Linked DNA regions of Mus musculus: region 1 is linked to region 2. A link is a contact called in public promoter capture Hi-C data. All regions are on one chromosome and are shown on one strand. The core of a region is the stretch at or near the end of the contact, and the rest is flanking DNA. Distances in the headings are between cores, read along the strand shown.

What was found. Promoter capture Hi-C pulls out the DNA fragments that hold promoters and counts their contacts.
Region 1: a contact with region 2 is called in a promoter capture Hi-C map of hippocampal neurons, with 1.7 times the contacts expected there. The contact joins the enhancer-like site here to the promoter of Nipal2 in region 2. A contact is called at or near these places in 3 of 39 promoter capture datasets (embryonic stem cells, hippocampal neurons and stem cell-derived epiblast-like cells), 2 of 484 Hi-C or Micro-C datasets (the N1E-115 cell line and forebrain) and 3 of 9 other capture datasets (adipose tissue, liver and pancreatic islet).

Annotation. Positions count from the first base shown.
Region 1 is chr15:34,720,124-34,727,254 of GRCm38.p6, forward strand. No RefSeq gene overlaps it. Among named protein-coding and RNA genes, the nearest start is that of Nipal2, 45 kb to the left of the region's middle. Within about 2 kb of position 3,033, at least 5 of the 459 cell types and tissues checked have an H3K27ac peak or open chromatin away from gene starts, as enhancers often do. A contact at or near this core is called in hippocampal neurons, where this site is marked.
Region 2 is chr15:34,675,904-34,682,468 of GRCm38.p6, forward strand. Nipal2 (NIPA-like domain containing 2) reads right to left here and starts at 2,803. Exons shown (of 11, transcript NM_145469.5): 1 at 2,656-2,803. The coding sequence starts at 2,790. It overlaps 4930413F20Rik (RIKEN cDNA 4930413F20 gene), which reads left to right. Exons shown (of 4, transcript NR_045883.2): 3 at 2,140-2,298; 4 at 2,675-3,301.

The DNA.
Region 1 (7,131 bases), core at 1,783-4,282, 44 kb after region 2:
TCTCAAGTATGTTATTACAGTTTCCCCAGTCCAAAGGAGAGAGAAGAAACAGAAAATCCTGCCTCTCCTCTATTGTCTTAGCCCTTCCTCTGTGCCATTCCACCACTGCATCGTTTCTTCCAGGACTTTCGGGCAGGCCAAAGTAGCTAAACAAAGCCCAGGGTGCCTGTGGCTGGGGAACCTAAGGCAGGCTGATAATGAAACATTTTCAGGTAAGAAAAAAAACTTTTTCATGTGCCTCCTATTAGACCTAATCTGTATTAAATGATGGTATTTTTAATCTTCAGAAAAATGCAGAGGTTAAAATTCCCCTTGAAGGCTAGGGCTGTGGGTTTTTGTTTTTTGTTTTTTGTTTTTTAATCTATTGGTATACTTGTTTACAATGACTGGCGCATAATGAATGCTCAATGAATTTTTTAACACTGAACTGTTTGAAACGTATCAACTAGCAAAAGCAGAAGAAACACAAACAAGGACACAGGCCTCTAGAGAGACCCCTGAATTTGCATTTAAGTGAGTCATTCCCGAGGGAATATCTATTCTCAAAATCTGTATGTTCTTTTTGTTTCAGATCTGTCCAGGAAACACTGATTAGTGCAACGAGACTTCGATCTAAGTGGGAAAAAAAAGTCTCTACTCTCTTGAAATCACATAAAGATGCATCATGGATATTTTGAGTATAATGTGGCTCTTCCAGAGACACCCAGACTTAGCAGGTTCTACAGGAACCCAGTGGGAAGCTCACCTACTCAGTCTTTGCAAGATGTAGCAGTAACAATAAGGAATCATTCCGGAGCTGTGTGGAGGGACATCAGGGAGCATGTGACGGGAGTGGGTGAGGGAGTGGCTATGGAGACCATGGAATAGTGGCACATGAACAGACAATGGAAGCAAGGACAGAAGTGGGAGCTACACATGCTGTGTTCATCCTGATGTGGCTGAGTCTGGGAATGGTGTGAGACAGAGTCAGAGGCATGGGCCACAGAGGGCTCCGAATTCCTACTGAGGAATGGGGGGCACTGATAATGTTTCATTCAGCAAGTAGCTTAGATAATCTGACTGCTGCAGCATGAGGCACAGGTTTCAAGAACAGGGACCAGGCTGAGATCATCATAATGTTCCAGAGATAGCAGGATGCACTCTATGTGATGGAAGACAAAAAGTGCAGAGTCCAATAGAGAGTGAGTTGGTCTACAGTGGCTGAGCTACTGTATGTGTGTGTGTGTGTGTGTGTGTGTGTGTGTGTGTGTGTGTTGTATGCGAGGCTGTGCTCACTTGTACATGCACAGAGGCTGGAAGAGGACGTTAGGTGTCCTACAATGTCACTCTTCACTGTTTTCTCTTGAGACAGTGTCTCTTATTGAACTTTGAGCCAGAAAACTGCAGTAATACCAAAATCCTGGGAATATAGGCATATAGTGTGTCCCTCTCTCTTTATGATCTGTTTAGTTTTGGCAAGAGTTCAAAGGTGCCAGCCTCACTCTCCCAGGTCCAGCCCAAGTTTACTCTGAGATACAGAACAGGAGACAGGGCAAGTTGAGGAATAGTTGTTCTCATGGCTATGTGGCCTCAGCACACCCATATCCATGCCAGTTCCAGCCACCAGCTACTCGGCTGTACCTGAGAAATCACTCACTATCATTGTCCACTCCTGGAGCCTTGCAAGTGGGCTCAAGGCCTTCTGGCCAGGCATTCTCAACAACTTGGGCAAACAAAGCCTGATACTGAAATAGAAGGCATTGGTTCTCGGCTGATCTTTTGCCTTGCTCCAGTGTACTCCTTCCCCCTGGGAAGTCCTTGTAGTCATGGTAGCGATTGAGATGAAAAAGTTATGAATTGAGGCTTTGGTCTTAAATTACTCTCTCTCTCTCTCTCTCTCTCCCTCTCTCTCTCTCTCTCTCTCTCTCTCTCTCTCTCTCTCTGTGTGTGTGTGTGTGTGTGTGTGTGTTGTATGTGTGTGTATAGTGTATGTGTATAATGTGTGTGGTGTATATGTGTGTGTATAATGTGTGTGGTGTGTATGTGTTTCTGGTATGCACGTATGTCTATGATGTGTGTGGTATATATATGTGTGTATGTGTTTCTGTATGTATTTTGGAGAGAAGGGTGGCAGTGATGACAGATAAATACATAGAAAAAAACCTGAAAGAACTTCTGTTTTCCTGGAATCCACAAAGACACAGATTTACTGTTCTCATGGGCTGATTTTTCTGGTTTTCCCAAGTTAGCTTCAGTTCCTGCTGAGGTCAAACAGGTAAGGTAAGCAGAGTTGGGCATGACACACTGAGAAGTGGAATCTGGCAGAGAGAGAGAGAGAGAGAGAGAGAGAGAGAGAGAGAGAGAGAGGGAGAGGGAGAGGGAGAGGGAGAGGGAGAGGGAGAGGGAGAGGGAGAGGGAGAGGGAGAGGGAGAGGGAGAGGGAGAGGGAGAGGGAGAGGGAGAGGGAGAGGGAGAGGGAGAGGGAGAGGGCAAATAGAAAAACACATTAGTTAGGGGTCAGTTAGCACCAGGGCAAATAGCTCCACATGCCTTCTTGGGACATAGCTCCATTATGTCATGAAACGATGAGTATGTTTTTAGAAGTTTCCATTTTTGGGGAAAAGTGTTTGCTTTCAGTTGTCTGAAAGTGTTTTATTTAGAGCTCTTTTCTCTTGGTGACTTGGGACATCAGATGCTGCAATCCCATTTAATTGGAGTGTCAGACTTTCTGCTGCCTCTCCTCTGGTGCAGTCTCCCCTCTCAAGTGTGATACTTTTTCTTCTTCCTTCTTCTGGAGAGTCCCATGTGTCTCTTCCCAGAGCTGCAGTACATGGCCCATTGCTTAGCCACACCAGATAAACTCAGCTCCAGTAATCTAAACTTGAAAACGAGGCAGCAATTCTGCCATTATGCCCTAATTCACAGCCTCATCATTAAATGATCACAGTCTCAAATGGCACTTTTAATTCTTTTACAGCAGCTGGTAAATGGTGGGAACAGACGCTCCCACTCAGTGGAGCTGCTCCTGCAGTACCAGTAGGAAGGATAAAAGATAATGAACATTCCCTCTCCCCAGATCCCAACCATGGGCTTCCGTGCTGGGCACTGTTACCAGGAACTGGGTGGTGGGTCTAGGAGAGCCTCTGTGTGGCTTTGATCTGACCTTGGCTCAATGTGGGACTTTATCTCAAGCTAACACTATGCTTAGCCTCTTTGTCCTAAAGTACAAGGCATGGTAGACCAGACTAGTGACCAGGGCAGCTTTTATAGACAGGACTCCCACATGCCAGAAGACTGACTTACAAACAGATCAATTGGCTGATCTTGTTCACTGGTGTGTACACTCAGTCTTACACTTCCCTAACCATTATCTGCACCCAGGCTTCACTCCCAGACCCAACCAGAATGGGCAGATGACATGATGACAATGGTGGAAGGCAAGAGGAACAAACACATGACAGTCCTACTCCCTGTTGACCTAAAGTGTTTCTCCATACACAGTGAACATAAGCTTACCCTGGTGAGTAAAAAGATTCCAATCAAATGTGTGTGTCTGTGTGAGTGTCTGTGTGTGTGTGTGTGTGTGTGTATGTGTGTGTGTGAGTCTGTGTCCATGTGTGTGTCTGTGTGTGTGTGTGAGTGTGTGTATGTGTCCATGTGTGTGTCTGTGTGTGTGTGTGAGTGTGTGTATGTGTGTGAGTATCTGTGTCCATGTGTGTGTCTGTGTGTGTGCTTGTGTGTGCACATATGTGTATGACTGTGTGTCTGTGTGTGTAGCCAGTCCTCCCCTCCTCCTCCTCCCCTCCTCCTCCTCCTTCATCATCTTCTTCTTCTTCTTCTTCTTCTTCTTCTTCTTCTTCTTCTTCTTCTTCTTCTTCTTCTTCTTCTCTCTCTCTCTCTCTCTCTCTCTCTCTCTCTCTCTCTCTCTCTCTCTCTCTCTCTTTCAAAAACAGGATCTCTTATTAGCCTGGAACTTACCAAGTAGTCTAGATTAGTTACCCATTGAGATCTGAAAGCCTACCATCCTCACCTCATAGCACTGGTATAACAAGTGCTTTGCCTCTCACTTGGCTTTTAATGTGGGACACAGAGCTGGGCCAAGGTCCTCACATTCTTGGGTAAACTCTTTACTATGCTGTCTTCACAGCCTGTAACCAACTTGAACAGTGAGTACGAGCTGTCAGTGAGCCACAGCAGGTTGCTTGCAGGCAGTTAACTATTTAAACTGAGCCTGAAAAAAGCAAAGGGCATGATGCTTCCCCAAGTCCAGCTGTGTTTGCACCCTGTGATGTTTTCCATACATTGCTTCTTAGAAATATTCCCAGCAGCTGAAGAATCATTCCTCATCATTCTAGTTCTGGGCTCTGGCTGCCCCAGGAATTGTTCTCTGCTTCATCAAACCTCATTCAATTAGATACATGTAAAGTTCTCCTGTAAATAATCACACCATAGAGCATCAAGTGGCTTGAAACTATCCTGCCATTCCATGCATCAGGGAGTGGAAGTCACCAGCCCCCATCAGGGAGAAGTACACTCAACTGAGATGAGTTGTGCCGCTTGCCCCACATCATTAGCGGTTTCTTTTATTTCTTTTTTCTTTTATTAGATATTTTCTTCATTTACATTTCGAATGTTATCCCCAAAGCCCCCTATACCCTCCCCCTGCCCTGCTCCCCAATCCACCCACTCCTGCTTCCTGGCCCTGGTATTCCCCTGTACTGGAGCATATGATCTTCCCAAAACCAAGGGCCTCTCCTCCCATTGATGGTGGAGTAGGCCTTCCTCTGCTACATATGCAACCAGAGACACAGCTCTGGGAGGTACTGGTTAGTTCATATTGTTGTTCCACCTGTAGGGTTGCATACCCCTTTAGCTCCTTGGGTACTTTCTCTAGCTCCTTCATTAGGGGCCCTGTGTTCCATCCAATAGATGACTGTGAGCAACCACTTCTGTATTTGACAGGCATTGGCCTCACAAGAGAAAGCTATGTCAGGGTCCTGTCAGCAAAATCTTTCTGGCATATGCAATAGTGTCTTGGTTTGATGGTTGTATATGGGATGGATCCCCAGGCGGGGCAGTCTCTGGATGGTCTTTCTTTCTGTCTCAGCTCCAAACTTTGTCTCTGTAACTCCTTCCATGGGTATTTTTCCCCATTCTAAGAAGGAGCAAAGTATCCACACTTTGGTCTTCCTTCTTCTTGAGTTTCATGTGTTTAGCAAATTGTATCTTATATCTTGGATATTCTGAGTTTCTGAGCTAATATCCACTTATCAGTGAGTGCATATCATGTGTGATCTTTTGTGATTGGGTTACCTCACTCAGGATGATATCCTCCAGATGCATCCCGTTGCCTAAAAATTTTCATGAATTCATTGTTTTTAATAGCTGAGTAGTACTCCATTGTGTAAATGTACCACATTTTCTGTATCCATTCCTCTGTTGAGGGGCATCTGGGTTCTTTCCAACTTCTGGCTATTATAAATAGGGCTGCTATGAACATAGTGGAGCATGTGTCCTTATTACCAGTTGGAACATCTTCTGGATATATGCCCAGGAGTGGTATTGCTGGATCTTCAGGTAGTACTATGTCCAATTTTCTGAGGAATCGCCAGACTGATTTCCAGAGTGGTTGTTCCAGCTTGCAATCCCACCAACAATGGAGGAGTTTCTAATACATTCTAATACATCTAATACATCCTAACAATACGTCCGTGGCCCAGGCTCTAACGGCCTCCGAGCATGGTTGCCTACGAAGCACACAGGGCACTTATACTTTATATCTTGGGATTCTGTGGGTTCTGTTGCATTCAGTTTTCTATTATTCCCCTCTGGTCTCTGCTCTTTCTAACACTAAGCTTTGTGTTCTCTCTGTGATAAGTCTTGTTTTAGAGTCCATGTAGGCTGTACTTGTAAGACTGTGTCTTATATAATCCCCCTTCATTGGGTATCTGCAGCCAAGGCCTTACCTTATTAGGATAGAACATTTGCCTGGATTTGCCAATACTGCCCATGAACCTCAGCTGCTCTTTGGGTCACCATACTTTTTTCTAGATCTGGGACGTTTACTACTTTCTCTTTTGCCATTGTTGCTGATGACCTCTTACTCTTCTCTAACCTCCACATATTGTCCTGGGCCTACCTACCTATTTTGTGCAGTTCTTGCCACTGGGTAATGTCTCATCAAGTTGTCCCTAGGTTTAAGTCACTCTTCACGCCAACACACTTGGAAAACATCTACTGACTAGTCTGCATTTCCCTAAATGGGTGTCAAGGTTTCTATACCAGGCATCTGTGCTCCTGCTATAACCGTGGCTTTCTCCAGTCTTCAAAGGATGTCATGGAATCTTTAGAAATGTCTGATGGACAGACATATGCTATGGGGTAGCTTTTGTAGAACAGAACTGGAGTAGAGTCAAGTCCTGATTGTCTCCTGGGTTGCCTAGGACTATAAGTTGGCCCCTATCTTTAAGACATGCAAATAAGGACTTGCATGCTTCAAAAACGACTTTTAGTTGATAAATGTATTTTCTTTGAGTGTGATTTTGAAAAAAGACTGGATCATGTGGAATTCTAGAACCATAAAAACCCCATTTGGACACTGTCCCAGGTCCCTGAAGAGTACGACTGTTTTGCAAACCATCATCTGGCAAGTTCTCAGGAGGGCACTGTTTCCATCTGGAAATAAAGTTTCTGACATGGTTTCCAATGACACAAATCTCATCTGGAAATCCCACTTCCTTTCTTGGCTTCTTAAATCTCTGGATCAAGAGAAGTGGGACTTCTACAGACAAGAAGCATCCGAGCATCCGAGCATCCTCACAAAGCCAGGCTGTCAGGAAAGCTCTGCCCAACAGGAAGGAGGAAGAAGAGCCGCAGGTTGAGTATCTTATTACCCATGCCTTGTAAAGCTCCTAGCAAGTGACCTGCATGTATAATTGTGTCATACAGATAATTTATCATTCTTATCATTGTGTGCATATATACAAACTTACATACAGATTATATGCATAAATATTTCAAAATGCTTTGAATCCTCACCATCATTTGATGGAGCTAGTAGTTTGTTTTATTTATTTATTTATTTATTTATTTATTTTGATGGTTGTTTTAATTTACAGTTCCCTAATGACACATAATGTTGGGGATCATTTTA
Region 2 (6,565 bases), core at 1,553-4,052:
CACCAACATGGTGTCTCTTTGCCCATTGCCAGAGTGGTACTTTTTTTTCTTTTAATTTAATTTGTTTTGACTTTTGGACTGCCTGACCCAAACCCCCAATGGCTCCTGATTATCTGACAGATAAAACTAATTTCCTTACTTTTCCTTTAAGGCAATCTGGGACCAGATCCAAGGACCTAAGCCCTATTCCCACATTTAGTCTCCATTTTCCCTAACTGCCACATCTACCATTGAGTCTGGTCCACAAACTGTAGGCATGGAAATTCCTAGAAAGTGGAGCTGTTCCTTGTCATCAGGGTTTCCCTTTCCTAAAATGTCCTCCACCTGAACATACTTATCATAAAGACCTACCTATTCTTAAGTGTCCAACTGAATCCCTGACCATCCAGCTGAAAGCTACCTGACTGTGGATTTCCACTGGCTTTTACACCACTCACATGATACCACATGCCCCATTTTTGGAGTTACAGACATCTTCCTAGTCACCTAATAACATTCCTGAAAGAAAGGTTTGGGTCTCAGACCACACTGAATATTTCCATAGTGCTTAGGAACATTAATTAGCCTTTTGTCATGAAAATGTGTGGACACAACATTATCGTGCAGGCAAAACTCTGTCACACCTAACCTTCCATACCAGCTCCCCACCTTTCCAAGTGGGACAGGATCTCAGTGCAAACTGTAGTGGTTTCTTAGCTACTCGCCCAGGGTTACTACTGTTTGCTCTGAGACTTTCTGCTGCAGGCATTCTTACGTCAGTCTCTGGCAGCACTGCTTCTAAGTGGCCACTGTTCCATGAAAGCTCTTTGGGGGCAGCAGGACTTTTCAATGGAGGAAGGCTACTTGATAAGACCTGATGACAATCACTGTGAAAACACAGAGAGCTAGCTGGGCAACCACCAAAAAGAATCTGTGCAAGCATCTCAGATATGACAGAACTGAGGGAAACATCAAGAAGCCAGTCGATCCCAGGACCAATCATGAGTTGTGGGGCATGGGGGCTCAGACCTCACACTTGGTTTTTCTGAAGTGATAGGCCATATTCAGCCATCTCTCTCTTCAGTTAGTATCAGAAAGGAAAAGCTAGATTCCATTTATTTTTACTGTCCTGGACAATACTAGTGGCACTTGATAAAATGTTTGTTGAATTGATTTTAAAATTCAATTTGTACTTTTCCTTGAAACAAAAGTAATTGTCCTTTCAGCAACAGCAAAAGGCTAAAATACCATGGCTTTTAAGATGGCCTAACTCTGCACACTGATGAAAAAGGCTGACATCGTCTTATCTCAACCAACTGCAGCTAACGTGTCAGTTTAGGAGTTCCACTTAGCATCTTCTGGACACACCCTCCTGATGTACAACTGTGTACTATAAAGAGCAAGTTAAGCCTTGCAAACATCTGTGTCACATGATAATCTGTGCTTGGGAGAGCCAAGACAATCAAGAATTCCAGGAAATGTTTAAGAAAACTAATGACTACATAAGTTCTCTAGTGAAAACAATGGTTTCCTGGTTTGGATGATGCCTGGGTGGGTCACATCTACTAACTCTCTAATATTTTACCAAGAGCAGACCATTCATTCTTAAACTTATATTGGAAATGTGTCTACTACAAGCATAACATACACTAAGGAAAGTCTCTTCTTTGTAGTTCCACAGTGGAAGCAAGGAGAGTCAGTCAGTGTCTGAGCAATGCCCCTGCCCCATTTTGTTATCTTTTGTGACATAACAGTTTTAAAGCCATAATCTTTCCTGTGTTGAACATTAAAAAGATGATCTAAGCTTATTTATTCGTTATACAAATCACCTCCAAGTTCAGAAACAAACATTTAGGATACTTTTCAAGCATAAAAAGGATCTCTTTGATTAGTGGTTAAATATCCCACTGAGGACAACAGTAACAAAAATTTATGGCCTTATTCTTGCAAAGGAAAAAAGATCTGTGGCTTTGTTCATGCACAAGAACAAAGTAACAGGCTTAGGAAAACTAACGCAAGCCTGAAAGATCAATCACTTGCCCCACTTAGAGGAATATAAATGCTAGGGAGAGCTTTGCTTCTCTGCCTGATCTTAGGGCCAGCAGAGGGGGTAGGGGACACCTCCGATCCTCTTTGATGCTCTTAAATTTATATTGCCAGCATAAACCCGTGGTGTTTGGCTGACAGCAGCGAGCAATGAAGTACTGCAGCTGAGAGTATCTGGGAAGGTTGATGCTGAGATTGCTGGGACCTTGGAGACACAACTCTGCACAGAATTGACATTGGGAGCCCCTTAATGAGTTTCTGCTTCTGAGAAGGGTAGCACCATTTTTTATTTTTTAACTGTGAAAGGAAACTGGCCTGAAAAATAAGTGGAAATCCACCTCCACCGCCTTGCAGGAGGGGAAGAAAGCTGGGGGAGGCGAGGTCCTTGGGGACCCAAAGGCCCAAGAGTGAGACCAGGGAGCAGCCTGGGGGTCTGCTGCTCCGCCGAGGCCGGGAGGGGGGAAGGGGGCGGAGGGGATGGGTAGCCAAGTGTCAGCGTCACGTGTCAGCTCTACCCACTCGCCCAGTCGCGAGCGCGGAGAGCTGGCAGGAAGGCACCGAGGCCTGGCGCCTCCGCGGGGCCTGCGTGGAGCTGGCAGGCGGCGCGCTGTGGTGCGCGGGCGGCCTTACCTGGTTTCTGCGATACCAGGCGCTCGACAGCGAGCCGTTGCCCGGGCCTGGTGCCCAGTATGTGAAGTTCCGAGACAGCTCGTCTAGGACGGCCGAGGCGTCGTCCTCGGGGGCTGTGCGCGCCGGAGCCGCCATGAGGACTGAATCCACGCGCTGGGACTCGGGCGCGGCCCTCCCGTCCGTCCTCCCGCAGCCGCAGCCACTTCCTGCCCGGCGACCCGGCGCCGGCACCTGGCTCCTGCGGCACGCAGGTGAGGTCCGGGCTCGGCCCAGTTGCCGCCGCTCCCTTCTGGGCCCCGGTGCCTACACCTGTCAGCGCAGGAATGACATCATCTCTTTTGCCTCTGGGATCTACTGTGCACAAAGCAAATGTTTGTCCAAGTGCAGGGAGAAAAGGAGCTATCCATTAATCTAAAGAGTGACCGGCACCCTTGGCAGTTCCAGTTCGCGCGTGTAAAAGGTTTAAAATGTTCCACATATGGAAAAAAGAAAAAGCCATAATCTCCCTCTCCCCAATATTGGGCACATTGTGAATGAAGAGCCCAGCCACAGAGTGACCATTAGGAACTATTCGAAGAATAGAGAAGAGATATCCTATGGCAGCTGGATAGGCTGTCAGATAAGTTCATAAAGAATTGCTGAAACGTTGTCAGCTGCCCCATATGGTGATTTAAGTTGAGTCAGAAATGCTAAGAACAACCTTAAGTACGCATACTGGATATTCTAGTCTGACCGGTTTTAAACTCGGTTACACTACAAATGATCTTTGTCTTGTCTGTCACTTTGAACATTCTGTGATTTTTGTGTTATTACATGAAGTGTCTACACTGGGAATTTGTTTTCAAGACACTGAGACTCTTTAAGCTATGCACTTTAAAGATAGGGGAGAGAGGAAACAAGACAGGAAGAGAGGAGAGGGGAGGGAAGGAGAAGAGAGGAGAGGAGGGAGAAAGGAGGAGGAGGAGAGGGGGGATAGAAGGAGGGAGGGAAGAAGGGAGAGAGGAAGAGAGAGAGGGAAAAAGGGACCTGGGAGAAAGCTGTGATGATTTCTTAGGGGAAATATGTAAAGCAGAGAAGAGAGTGTAAGTCATTTCAGACGCAAAAAAAAAAAAAAAAAAAAAAAAAAAAAAAAAAAGGCAAGTCGTCCTGACAGTTGTGTTGGTTCTTGCTTGAGTAAACAAAATGTTAAGTCAACAATTAATAATTGTAGCTAACTATGTTCAATTTAAAGAAACGAATTTATTTCAATTAAATACCCCAAAGAAAAATCAATTCGCTATATAAATTTCATTAATTTCATAAGTATATGGTGCTATAAATCGAACCCATTGCCTTTAGATGTTAAGCAAGCACCATACCCCTGAAACACATGCCTGCTATGTGATTCTAGGACACTCCCATCCCTCAGCTCTGCCATGCCTGGGATCCGCATACTCTTTAATGGAAAATGGTTGTCCAAGAATCGCCAACCTCCACAACCATCATCTCTCCTCCTTTGACCCCATTGGCTGGGAATAAGTCACATGCCTAGCTTTACTTGCCAGAGATTTTGGGGCATTTCCCTCCTGGAGAGTAGTATGTGAGGATAGATGAGGAGGGGTGGCAGAGGGGAACTGGCAGAGCTTGGCACAATCACTCCTGAGTATTATCTGTCAGCCAGATTGTAAGTAGGCATGCAGGCAGGCTCTAACAAGCAAAATACTAAACAGATCGACCTTCCCCATCTCCAGGGACGTTCACAGGTTTGTGCCTGCTCTGTGAGACCTTTATGATCAGGCCCCCATGCTCTGTTGCTCACAACTCAGAAGCTTCTTCACTTCTTAACTTAGAAAATCAGTTTCGATCTCTTTATATTTGTATAAAACCTTTGGAGAAAGAAAGCACTTGATGGAGAAACATGTGAAGCCTACGTGCTGTTGGTTAGTCGATCGATGGGTTCCAAGATGCGGCTGCCATCACTGCTGCTGCCCTAGTGTGTGTGGGTGGTTGAAACAAGCAATTCGTGACCAGAGTGCCTTCCCACGGGGTTCACAGGAGGCGGCAGGGATGCGTGTGAACTATTTTGGTCCCAGCCCTGTAGGTGGAGCTTCGAAGACTGTTCCTGCTTTTGTTGGCCTCTGCCTCTTGCAGGGCTTCTTGGGGGCGAGGCAGATTTCATTTCAGTCTCTCAGTTCTTGGTGCTACAATCTAAGGGCTGACTTCTTGTTAATTCTAGTGCCACATCATTTGAAGCTGGACTTCACTTAGCACTTGAAGAATGGGTTCCATTTGGTCCTCCTTATTTGGGATCATTTAATTGCAGAATTAGTAAAACTTTAAAAACATCATTTTTAGCAAGACACAGTTAACACTAGTGTTTTGTTTTTTGATTTGTTATCATGATTATTATTATGACTATTATCACTATTATTATTATTATTATTATTAGTAGTAGTAGTATTTAACAATGAGCATCTCAGAATAAATGGAGGGTTCAAGGTAAAGATCAGCTCCAGTATCTCACTTCCTATATGCAAGTGAACTACAGAGTGGAGATTTTAAAGAGAACCTTACAAAAAGAGGCTTGACAGATTGCCTGTATTCAGAGCCTGATAACTGCTTGTTTGCTGTGTGACTTTGACACAGTAATTTTGTTTCTCTGAGCCTTTCAGTCTTTTACATAAAAGGAAGACAATGAGGAACAGGAGAGATGGCTCAGTGGTTAAGAGCACAACTTGCTCTTTCAGAGGACCCAGGTCCAATTCCCATTGACCAATTCCAATGACAGCTAAAACCATCTATAACTCCAGTCCCAGGGAATCTGAAACCCTCTTTTGGTTCCCTAGGGAAACATGCACAGGGTATATAGACATACATATAGGCAAAACACCAATATACACAAAATAGAAATAAATAAAATTGCAAAAACAATTTATTTTTTTACTTACTTTACATTCCACTCACTGCCCATCTCCCAGTTGCCCCTCCCACAATCCTTTCCCCCATCTCCCTATGCCCCTTCCCTTCACCTCTGAGTGGGAGGGGCCCTCTGGATATCCCTCACCCTGACACATGGAGTTTGCAAGGTTAGGCACATCTTTTCCCACTGAGGCAAAAACAATTTTTAAAAGGACAGAATTTAGTACTGAAAGCAAAATATTCAATAAATGCTGAAGTATTCAGTAAATGTTGGCTGTTGCTACCTAGAACATTAAAATTGAAACTTCCTTAAACAAATACAAAGGCACAAACCATACAGGGAAATTTGAAAAATGTAATTACAACAAAGCCGAGAACTTTTATACATCAATAGACAGTATGGAATAGAAAAGGAAAGTCACAAACTGAGAACCCTTATTTATCACACCTACAATGGACAAAAATTCATATATATATATATATATATATATATATATATATGTATATATATGCCAGAATACACAAATATCAGTGGTTAATAATAATAATGAAAAATATTTTAACCTTAACAATAGAGAAAATGCAAATTGAAACCCTCTGTGACAACCACTTCCCACTCATTGTTTTGAAAAAGTAAAATTTTAAAGATTTATATATCATGCACTATGTATACAAAATGAGGCTTTATTCGGTCTTATAGAAAGTGAAATTAAGTCATTTACAGGAAAACAGATGGAATCAGAGATTATCATGTTAAGCAAAATAAGCCAGATAAGGCAAATATGGCATGTTTTTCTCTCAGATATGGAGTGTTGTTTTAAGTGTGTATATATGTGTGTGTATGTATAAGTTTGTGTGTATGTGTGTGTATGTTCATGCTACTTATGACTGGGTCCCCAAAGACAGCAGAAGAAGGCATCTGATCTCTCAAGCCAGAGTTACAGGCAGTTGTGAGCCACCTAATATGGCTACTGAGAACTGATCCTTGTATAAGAGCAGCAAAAACTCCAGA